2 separate regions of the Capsicum annuum genome follow, and region 2 is linked to region 1. The links are chromatin contacts, called in public Hi-C maps. All regions are on one chromosome and are shown on one strand. The core of a region is the stretch at or near the end of the contact, and the rest is flanking DNA. Distances in the headings are between cores, read along the strand shown.

Region 1 (2,527 bases), core at 18-2,517:
TTTTGAAAAATATTAAATTCGTTAGATTTGTTTGCTAGATAGTTGCAACGGGTAACGTTTAATTTAAGCCTATCTCAAATTTTAAATTGCTAATTTTTTAAATAAAAAATAACTCAATGATCAAAAGATTAAAAGAAAATAAATATTATCAGTATAAGCTATGGAGAATATCTACCTTTTGAAATTGAAGAGAAGTTTATATTTTGAAATAAAATAAAAAATAACTCAATAATATCCACAATACATAAAAGAAAAAGTATGAAATAAATGACTGCTAAGTAGGAAGTCTTTTTTAATCAAAAGATAAATATATACATTTGAACAATAAGTGTAAAGAAACTTGAAAAATGAAAAAAAGGAGCAATAAAGAAGTATTGTTGTTGGGGTTCGAACCTGAGCAACCACGCAATAGAAAATTGAAAAATGATTAAAAGAGCAATAAAACATTGTTGTTGGGGCTCGAACATGAGTAGTCACACATTAAGTGTAACTTTCAAGTGGCATACCGAACCACCTCACCAATCAACCTAGTTGTTATTGTGGGTGCACAGCATATATTTAACATAATACTCTGATATATGTATATAGAGAGATATATACAAATCATATATACAGAGTTTTTCTCGAGGCTAGCGGGTGCACGTGCACCCGTTAGCCTCAATGTAGGTCCGCCTCTGCTATAGGTCAAAGACAAATTCAAGATCCTAACGTAACTTTTCATATTACTAATTCTCAATGCAGGTATTGAACACCAAGTGAGAAACCCCCAAAAAATAATCATATTACTCTCTTATTAGACAATCGCATATCGTTATCTTTCAGTTAACCAGATAGTATAAAAATGAACGTACCGAGAAGACAGGAGGGGCGGGATAGAGATGCTTTGTGCACGAGGCCAACACAGGCAACTGAAGAGGTTGTAATACAACCAGTGCTGCTGGTGGCCATTGTACTTCTCTGTGTTTTTCACACTCAGAAATGAGAGACCAGACACTTCAATCTTCAATATTAAGTAATATTAGGTACAATCTCTGCTGCAATTTGCATACACAAACACGTAGTATATTTCAGTTCAAACAGCCACACAACCTTGATCACTTAGATTGCTCCTCATCTCTTGCTAGCCAATATTAATATGCCAAGTGTCCTTCTTCAAGTTTATGTACATATAGTATAAAAAATGGAGTATATCACCCTTTCAATATAATTAATTAATGCATCGGGAAATGCATTGAACGATAAATAATTTTTAATAACAGCACATGAACAAGAAAATAAATAAATTAATAGAAAGGATATATGAATACAAAAGTGGTAAATTATCTGTTGGTTTCGAACAATTATTCTTGGATATCTGTTTTTAGCAGGGGTGTGCAAAAACCGAACCGATAAAAATGTTATTGGTTTATTATTATTGAATTATTGGTTTAATGGTTTGTTAATGATTTTATAAAAAAAAAATATTGGGTTATTGATTCGGTTCAATTTTTTCTTATTAGGTTATTGGATAAACCGATAACCCTATAAGAACATATATATATATATATATATATATATATATATGACTTGGTATATATTTTTCTTAATTTCTGTTTAATTTCTACCGATTAAAAACCTATTATTTCAATATACAAACTCTTAATTTCTCTTAACAATCTTTAGTTCAAACTTGAAGATTCTTGTAAATTAAAACACATTATGTAAGATTTTTTGTTGCAACTAAGATTCGATTTTTTTTTCATGTTAGTTACTACTATTTTTATTTTATGAGTATTTTTTTATCGGCTAAACCGAAAATCGAGCCGTTAAGTACTTAAAAACGATAAATCAAAAATCGATAAAAAATATCTTATTGGTTTGATTATTGGTTTAGTATATTCAAAAATAAAAAAATTGATAAATCGAACCAAATCAACCGATGCACATTTCTAATTTTTAGTATATAGTGAACAGATAAAAATAAACAAAAATTAAAGGAGTTGGCTGTCTTAATCCTTAATTTTGATTATACACTTTCAAAGTCTACTAGTCTAACAATTTGGCCTACTCTTTCCCCGGCTATTTCTAGGTAACCAAGCAATTCAGTAAAACAAAAAAAATACTCTCGCTCTATAATAAAAACACTCATGTAGAGAACCAATGGAAGAACATGTGAAATTATGTTTTGGAGTAGTTATGTTTTGATTAATATTTAAGATTTGAAAATTGATTAAATATATTTATGGTCAAGTCTTTCCATATTAGAAGTTATAAGAATTAATGATACTAATACTTTTTTTATTAGTTTAATAATTTTAAATTAACTAAATTTGATTTTAAGAAAATTTAAAAAATCTATAAATCTACATCTACATTTACTCAGCAAATTTGTTTTTTGCAAAGTTGCCAAATATTAGTATAGTACGTGTTAGTCCCCGAGACCCCGGGACATTGGTTTCCGTCAACAGTGAACTATTGAGGATCGCATTCCGCGCTATTTGTGATGTATATTGTTTTTGCTTTTTTATAGAATTAAGACTTAATTAAT
Region 2 (2,527 bases), core at 13-2,512, 470 kb after region 1:
TCAATGGCTGCCAATAGGGAGATCCGAGATTGCCACCATGTATTGATCCAAACGACAATACGATGTTAATCGAACTAATTTATTGTTGATTTAGAGACCGTTTGTACTTGAAAATACTGATATCTTTCATTTAAGCTTGATGGCGAATCTAAATCCACCATTGGCAGCCATTGAAGCTCCATTAGAGCTTCGATGTTTAAATTTTGATTTTTATGAAATGAGAGAGAGAGTTATTTCAAAAGATCAGGAACATTTTGGAGTTCTCATATATCAAATTTGAGATAATTTGGTCAAGGTTTGAATGATTTTTATGTCATATTTCAATGCCCAGTCGAAAGAAGAAGATACTAGAATACGATCTGGGTTTTGATTTATGGATCGAGTCAAGTTTTGGGAGAAAATAAATAATTTTGATTGAAATTGGACACTAAAAGTTGAATTGAGAATTTGGGTTTTGATTTATGGGCCAGGTTAGGTTTTAGAAGAAAATGAAAAATTTTGACTGAAATTGGACAATAAAAGTTGAATTGGGGGATTCCATCCAAATCAGGGGTATTCTTGAATACTTTGTTAACGGTAAGAACATATTTAGCCCTAAAGTATAACGAAAGGTAAATTTAGCCAACAAATTAAAGTAGAAAGAATATTTTTAACCCTTTTCCCTTATATAAACACTAAATACAAATAATTTTTTTTTAACCATTGAAGACCTGAAGTGACACATAAGGAATCCAAAGACTAGCCACAACTCTTTTCATTCTGGTCCTTGCTATAGGTTTACAAACAATCAAGCATATTATAATGAATAAATTAGAATGACAAATTCGTGTTAGTTTCTCGAGATCATGGTGAGGGCGTAATTTTATTTTTTAATCAAATTTATCAAGCAAGCGCCATACACAGTATGTCATTCATGAAAATCGAATGCGTGATCATATTAGCTTTAATATAGTACGAGTACTATTAGAAATAAACGTTTACCCTCATGTCAAATGACATATCTAGTAACATGTAAGGTATAACTCTAATTTTTAACCAAGCCCATTGCACACTTAGTAAATGACATGTTCGTTTGTCACTCTAACTCAAACCATCATACATAAAATGTTGAAGCTACTAAATAACAAAAATATCATGTAAAATTTCGAAAATAAAAATGTATACACAAACAGTTTCCTTTTAAATCGATAAGGATTATAAACACGATAAATTTAGGAGGCAGATTATGTATTAATGCTAAATTGATAAATTACCCGCGTTCGTTTTTTTCTTTTTTTAAAGGAGAGAAGAAGGGTTTCATTTTCCCTCTCATTCGTCTTTCATACGTTTTCCAAATATGAAACCCGAATTCCAGACCCGACCCGATACTCCATAAATTGACACATTTCCCGAGAAATAACACCCGCCAAAAAGAATCCCTCTTTCACTTCAACCCTAAATTCAATTTCCAAAAATCCACCATTTTCACTCGCTGAACACCTAAAGGTTTGCACTCCACGATGGCGTCGCCGGGCAAAATCCACCGGCTAGAACTGGAGAACTTCAAATCGTACAAAGGATTTCAAACAATCGGTCCGTTTTACGATTTTACAGCAATTATAGGACCAAATGGAGCTGGAAAATCTAACCTGATGGATGCAATTAGCTTCGTTCTCGGAGTTCGTACGGGTCAACTTCGGGGTGCACAGTTGAAGGACTTAATTTATGCTTTTGATGACCGTGAAAAAGAGCAGAGAGGTCGAAGAGCTTTTGTGAGACTAGTTTATCAGCTTGTTAATGGTGCGGAAATTCAGTTTACGCGTGCTATTACTAGTGCTGGTGCTAGCGAGTATCGGATTGATGGGAAAGCTGTTAATTGGGATGAGTATAACGCTAAATTGAAGTCACTTGATATACTTGTTAAAGCACGGAATTTTCTCGTCTTTCAGGTACCGTTGGTGGTTCATTGTTTTCAGTTTTAGCTTCTTTGCCTTAACTTTATAGTATGTAACAACACCCAGGACATTACCTGGTGTAATTCCACAATGGGTTACGGGGAGGGCAGAGTGTGCACAGACCTTAGCCCCCTATTGGGATGTAGAGACACTGTTTTGGGATAGACTCTCTGCTCAAGCAAAAGCATATCGCAAAAGAAATAAAACGAAATTATAGAAATCATAGTAAAATACTGTAAAAAGCATGACAAAGCATCCCGGAAACAAAGAATAATTACTACAATGTAATTATGCGACTATCAAAGTACAAGTGATCATAGATAGTAACAGAAATTGAAGGACAAGAAGTGGAGAAAGTACCATTTCTCGAAAAAAAGAGAAAGAAAGTAGTGTATAACAATTACAACACTCAATCCGAAGCAAGTTGCAGTCATTGACAGATGATGTAACCCTGTATAGTAAGTATAGAAGTGGAGCCTGAAGAAAATGGGCAATTTTCTACAACTAATTTAACTACACGATTGCACATTAATAAAGTATACACGGGCATCATATAGTACAAAAAATATTGCATTGATAGTGTATTTTGGTTT

Evidence for each region. A called contact is a pair of places that touch in the nucleus more often than the background predicts.
Region 2: a Hi-C map of leaf shows a contact between it and region 1, with 8 times the contacts expected there. The contact joins the promoter of LOC107875300 here to the promoter of LOC107874570 in region 1. A contact is called at or near these places in 2 of 5 Hi-C or Micro-C datasets (both in leaf).

Annotation. Positions count from the first base shown.
Region 1 is chr6:227,298,312-227,300,838 of UCD10Xv1.1, forward strand. LOC107874570 (photosystem II reaction center W protein, chloroplastic) reads right to left here and starts at 1,268. Exons shown (of 2, transcript XM_016721333.2): 1 at 852-1,268. The coding sequence starts at 948.
Region 2 is chr6:227,764,525-227,767,051 of UCD10Xv1.1, forward strand. LOC107875300 (structural maintenance of chromosomes protein 1) reads left to right here and starts at 1,263. Exons shown (of 18, transcript XM_016721961.2): 1 at 1,263-1,928. The coding sequence starts at 1,500.